2 separate regions of the Mus musculus genome follow, and region 1 is linked to region 2. The links are chromatin contacts, called in public ChIA-PET maps. All regions are on one chromosome and are shown on one strand. Each heading gives the region's core, a stretch centred on a gene start, on an enhancer-like site or on the middle of the called end of the contact. The rest is flanking DNA. Distances are from core to core; before and after follow the strand shown. Region 1 holds the start of Fam174a (family with sequence similarity 174, member A). Region 2 has its middle 45 kb from the start of Fam174a.

Evidence for each region. ChIA-PET counts read pairs in DNA pulled down with a chosen protein or histone mark.
Region 1: a contact with region 2 is called in an RNA polymerase II ChIA-PET map of memory CD8 T cells, with 48 read pairs. The contact joins the promoter of Fam174a here to the enhancer-like site in region 2. A contact is called at or near these places in 2 of 39 promoter capture datasets (macrophages and pre-B cells), 5 of 484 Hi-C or Micro-C datasets (B cells, CD8 T cells, double positive thymocytes and 2 more), 4 of 115 datasets of contacts at active chromatin or transcription factors (the SCID.adh cell line, effector CD8 T cells, embryonic stem cells and 1 more) and 1 of 9 other capture datasets (pancreatic islet).

The regions. Positions count from the first base shown.
Region 1 is chr1:95,312,216-95,315,310 of GRCm38.p6, forward strand. It overlaps Fam174a (family with sequence similarity 174, member A), which reads left to right and starts at 1,413. Exons shown (of 3, transcript NM_026321.4): 1 at 1,413-2,035. The coding sequence starts at 1,602.
Region 2 is chr1:95,266,787-95,269,711 of GRCm38.p6, forward strand. No RefSeq gene overlaps it. Among named protein-coding and RNA genes, the nearest start is that of Fam174a, 45 kb to the right of the region's middle. Within about 2 kb of position 1,490, at least 100 of the 459 cell types and tissues checked have an H3K27ac peak or open chromatin away from gene starts, as enhancers often do. A contact at or near this core is called in CD8 T cells, the SCID.adh cell line, double positive thymocytes and 4 more, where this site is marked.

The sequences.
Region 1 (3,095 bases), core at 163-2,662, 45 kb after region 2:
GTGAGGAGTGGTATGGGGAAAGGCTTTTTAAAGACAAAACCACAAGATCTTCAATATTTATGCAAATAACCAAATACTGGTCTTTTCTGCCAAGCTTACGTGGGCAAGGCCAAACAATCTTTGGGTATCTGCATAAGTAAATTACACAATTAAAAAAGCAGCTAGTCATATCATAATGCCATGGCTGTGCATTTCTGTATGTGGTCACTGAGTCCAGGTTACTGGGAGCTTATCTTCAAGGGACTGGAGTCAGAGACAAATGGCTAATGGGTACCAAGTTGGATGCTTAGCATAAAATGAAGTTTTGTTAACCCTCACAAGGGAAATACTTCAGCTCTTGTTTGAAAATGCCTGCAAAATTAAGTAGAATTCACAGATACCTGTCTTGTGACGTTCTGCATTTTAAGATTGGAACAGGCTGTCTAGAACATGTCTTCAGCTGTGATTTTAGAGGTCCTCTATAGCTACTGCAGTGTCTTCAGGGTAATCCTAATAGTTTCCAGGACATGGACTAAATTGCAGTTCCAGACCCTTAAACAGCTGACTCTTGACAGATGTCTGAGAAAGCCTTTTAAAAAATCTGTTTATAATAGACTGAAAGAAAGCTCAAGAAAGAACTAATCATATTTATACACAACCCATGCTCCAATGCCCCAGGCAGGTGTCTGGTTTTTCTCAGTGTTACTTGATGGAAATCTTAGATAAAGGCAACATTATTCAAATGTAAGAGAACTAAATTTGGAGTTCAAGTTCTGTAAAGTAAACTAGAGTAGGCAGATCACAGCCCCAGGTATTTGCTAAGGTAATATACAAACTTTCTCTCTTCCATAAGTTCAGGGATAGTTTTGCAGCTTGAGGCAGCCCATAGCAAAAACTAGTTAACAGGGGCACAATTTTCTTGTTGGTTTTATTTCAAAAGGATGACTGTAGGTCTCTGGAAATTGACAAGAGAGGTTTTTACAAATATTTACACTTTAAAGGGGGAAAACCTGAATAAACAACTTTACATTTTCCAAAGAAAGGGATTCCAAGAATAGTCGATACCCTTACAGCTAGAAAAAGCTCTCTTTAAAGTTTGTGATCCTCCTGAGGGAACTGAGAGGAAGTGTTTACTGATTAGATGTAGTTATGAAGTTTGACATCAAGGAAATTAAATCGAGTTTCCTATTGCTCCCGTTTCCCCACTTGGAAAGAACTGTAGGCATAACTGTTCATCTTGTTCAGGTTACCCACTCTGGCCCAAGCCTTTTCACTATTAGGAACACTCCTGAAACATGGAAAACCTAGTTGGGACCTCTCAGAGCGTCCCACAGCTACGCGTGCGCAATAGGCTCGAACCTCTGACGTCACTGAGCGCAGCCCGCCCCTACATATTAGCAACCGGAGGCGTCCGTAGCAGCAGTGGCTGCGGGGATGTACGAACTTCCGGTTGTCCCGGCAGGCTGCTGCCGCCGCCGCCGCCGAAGCCACCCGGCGCAGTCTCAGCCACCCGCTCTCCTCCGGAGAGTCGGCTCTGCGGTTCCGGCGCGCCCATGGTCGGCGCTGCGGACCGGGAGGCCGGCCCGGCGGCTGCGGCGTGCTGAGAGGCCGGCGTGGAGACCATGCCGACCCCGCGCGGCTGCTCCGGGCCTTGCCACTTCCTGGCTCCGGCCTTCGTGTTGTTGTTGCTGCCCGCTCTGAGCGGGTCCGGGGCGGTACCGTCGATGGTGGTCAGGGAGGTGCAGGAGTCCAAGTCTCCCAAGCCCGGGCCGCACACGCTGTCGCCGCTTCCTCCGGGCCCCACCGCGGCCCAGCCTCGGGGCCAAGCTCAGTCTGATGCTGCCGGGCTGCCAGGCGCGGAGAGCCGCAATGACAGCATCCCCGGGGCGGGGTCTGAGGCGGACGGCCTCGAAGGGAAGGCCGGAGAAGGTTCCCAGGGTGGCAGCCTGGCCGTGAGTCCCAGTCCTGGCGACAAACCCATGACCCAGCGGGCCCTGACCGTGTTGGTGGTGGTGAGCGCCGCGGTGCTGGTGTACTTCGTGGTCAGGACCGTCAGGTGAGGCACAGCCTCGATGGGCACCCCCTTGCAGCCTAGACCTGGCTGACAGGTGACCTGCTCCGTGAAGCAGGGACAATGTCTGTGACCTGGGCTTGACTTAACCCCTGCCCCCGCCCCAGCGTCAGGAACTGGAATCTAAGACCATCTGGTTGGCTGTCTTAATGGCCTGTGCTGCCTTAGCTGGTGACACAAGCTGTTGCCTTTCCTTTAGAAATCAGTAGCCTAACCTCAGCATCTTGCTCTCTGAGGCTTGCCTCTGCCTTCACAGACCCTGAAGTAGAAGTGCTCTTCCATCCCCAGGAATTTTGATTACAGTGCGGTGAAATACTTCTCTCACTACTCTGCAGTTGGTGTAACTAACACGTTTTGCCTGTTAGAATGCACTCCTATTTCTGAGGCAGGGTACCATAAAAGTAGCGCACAAAGTCCTGATTGGATGTTTCACTTTTGCAAAACTTGCCAATTATGTTTCTTAGATGGTGCCCTTAATCTATCCCAAAGTTAAATTGTCCTCAATTAATTGGGCGCCACATCTCTGGAGAGGTGTCACATAGAGGAAGACCCCCAAGCAGAAGGGGCTAGCTAGCCAAGAGAACAACTGTGGTTTCCCTTTCCCTAAAATGAGAGCAGATGGTATTTTGTGAGATCTGTACTGGTTTGTTTATTTCCTGTTTTCCAAATTACTTCACACTTTCCCATAACTACACACTACCGTTACTTAATGTCCTTAAATCCTCAAAACGAAATGTGGATTTTTAAAAAATAAGTACTTGTAAATGGAAAGCCAACATGGCGTGTCTTAAGTGGTTGATTAAAATGGTACGGTGTTTCTGTGTCGCCCAAACAATCTTATGGAATCTGTTTTTTTTACAAGTCTTCCTTAGCTCCTACTTTACATCTGTTTTCCAAATAACACATTCTCTTACAAGTGTATGAAATACAAAATATTTACTGGTAAGGCTTGAAATTCTACATTGGAACTGATATCAAGAAAATATGTCTTGTCACATTTTAGTGTTGTATATATTCTTAAAAAGAATCAGAAAAGGGTATTAAA
Region 2 (2,925 bases), core at 240-2,739:
TGAAGATCTGTTACAGTGGTCAGAAAAATGGTATCTGAAAAGATTTTGATGAGTCTGGAAACCACTTAGTACAAGAAATCTTTACATTTTTATTTACAAAAAAAAATCTTGTCACTTTTATTTAAGAGGGTTTTGCATAAAATTGTCTTCAAAACAAAGGCAACATTTAAGAATTTTTATGTTTATAAAAATGAAAGGTGTGACCTGCTAGTGTATAAGTTTTCTGTTGCTACAGAACAAGTGAACAAAAATATATGTTTTAACGGAACACACATATTATCATTTCAGCACATAGGTCTATCTCAACTGTCTCTTCAGCTAAAGTTTTATCCTAGGATGCATTTGAAACATTAGTCAGGAATTGACTTTCATCTAGTGACTTCCCTGGAAAGATATACCTCCAGGTATGACTGGGAGCCCTAGACATATACCAGCCACACTTACTACAAGTTCCCTACCACCTGACCTTCAAAGGAGCTTAACATTATAATTAACTTATTCAAAGCCATAACATAGAGGGAGCAAAACAGCCATGAAGAACAGAGTTGATATAGCATAATGAGAGGAAGATAATGAATCATAATGATAAAATATCATCACAGGGGGAAGATTACATAACACCAGTGCCAGAAAGGGAATCACTGGGGCTGAATCAGTGGGGATATCTTGGGTTTGACTGCCATTGAAGTTAGCAAAATGATATATCTACAGATTAAAGAGATAGATAAATCAGTAATTAAGCAATAAGTGTTAACAAAATAAAATTGCTAACCAAAATAGCTGTATTGACGTCACTGTGATGACTCAGTGGGTAGGAGCACATGGCCCCAATTCAATCCATCCTGAGAACTCACGTTACGGAAGCAGAAAAGAACACTTGCAAAGCTGCCCTTTAACACCCCCATATGTCCTATGGCATGCATGTGCATATATACACATGGTAAATAAGTATAGAAGATTAAAATGTTTCATTGTTATCAGTTAACTTTCTGATATACATTTACTGTACTTGGATAGAAACCTCGGGAAGGGAAGAAGATGCTCTTCTCCAGTGCTAACCCTTGGCAACCTTTGCATTCCTTCACATTTGATAGAGTCTGGCAACAGATAAAAGCAAGAGCAAAAGAAGGTTGCATCTATTGCCCAGGGCAATGAAGCCAAGACCTTTCACCCTATGAGTGTTAAAGATCTTACGTGTGCTTCTAATGTTGAGATTCCTCAGTATTTAACAGCAGCTTGTGGCGCAGCTTGCTAAAGCTACTGTCACAGCTGTCTCTGCACATGAAGCAGATAAAAGAACATTTTCTCTCTGTTACTGCTTGGGTCACCGCCAGCTGCTGCTCTCGTAGATTCACCTCTTTTGAAGATGTCAGTGTAGCCTGATATTTGTGTTTGCAGCTCGGTCGGTCTGCTGACTTCTCAACTCTGACTCTGGCACCTGTCAATGCAATGTGGTTCCCACAGTTTCGCTTTTACTCACTGTGGACTCTCTCCCACACCACCACATATTCAAAAGCTCTTCTGCAGCTGTCAAAGCAGCCAGCTGCTTTTCCCCTTCTGTAGCTTGGCTCTCCAACCTTCCCTCACTCACTGCTACTGCTGCTACCACAGCTCTGTCATCTCCGCTCTACTTCTTTCTTCATGCTACCAAATGAGATCATTCGCCAATTGCAAGGAAGGAAAACAATGCCCGATTGAAAGTCGTTCACTGGGCTGAATGTTGAAACACCAGCGCAACAACAGCGGAGTATCTCTTAGCTAGCTTACCCATGAACCACATAGCTTCTCTGTGTAGCCAGAGAAGGGGTGTTTTGACCAATCACAGCAAACTTTACACTCAAAGGCAAGTTTCTTGTTTTCACTGACCACAGGCTGGCCCAGCTTGTATAGTTAGAGCAGTTCCATTGCAGCTCCAGGAGCCCCCATTCCCATTCCAGCCTGGGTAGAAAAGAGCCCCATGAGTACCCTGGGGCTTTTCATAGCAAAGTATCCCATGCAAATGGTACTTGAGAGAGTTAAGACTGAGCTGCGGTTTCAGGAGGGCGGTTGTCCCTCTACAGCAATTGTGATCTGCATAACGGTAGTCCAGTCAGTTGGTTTCAAACAGTCCTTTTCTTCAAGGTATCCTGTAGAGATGGAAAGAAACCAATAGTTGTCACCTAGGAATCCACATCACAACACTATCCAGTTTCTCTCATTTCCAGGCAGACAAATATCAGCAGAAGCGCTTATAATTTATATTATTATCAGTTTTAACATTTAACATTATTTTTTAATTGGATATTTTATTTACATTTCAAATGGTTTCTCCTTTCTAGGTCTCCCCTTCGGAAGCCCCCTATCCCATCTCCCCTCCCACTGCCTCTATGAGGGTGCTCCCCACGCACCCACCCACTCCTGCCTCCCCGCCCTGGCATTCCCCCACACTGGGACATCGAACACCCTCAGGCCCAAGGAACTCTCCTCCCGCTGATGTCCAACAAGGCCATCCTCTGCCACATATGCAGCCAGCACCATGGGTCCCTTCATGTGTATTCTTTGGTTGATGGTCCAGTCCCTGGGAGCCCCAGGGGTTCTGGCCTGTTGACACTGTTGCTCCCTCCATGGGGCTGCAAAACCCCTCAGCTCCTTCACTCCCTTCTCCAACTCCCCATAGGGGACCCCAGCTCAGTCCAATATTTGGCTGTGTACATCTACATCTGTATTTGTCAGGCTCTGGCAGAGCCTCTCAGGAGACAGTCATATCAGGCTTCTGTCAACAAGCACTTCCCTGCATCCACAATAGCGTCAAGGTTTGGTGGCTCTATATGGAATTAACATTACTTTAATACATTTTGTTCTTACCAGTACAACCCAGGGAGAGCTAAAGCTCTCTTATCTATTTCCAGATGGTATGACTCTATCTGGTCTACATCCTCTTTCAAA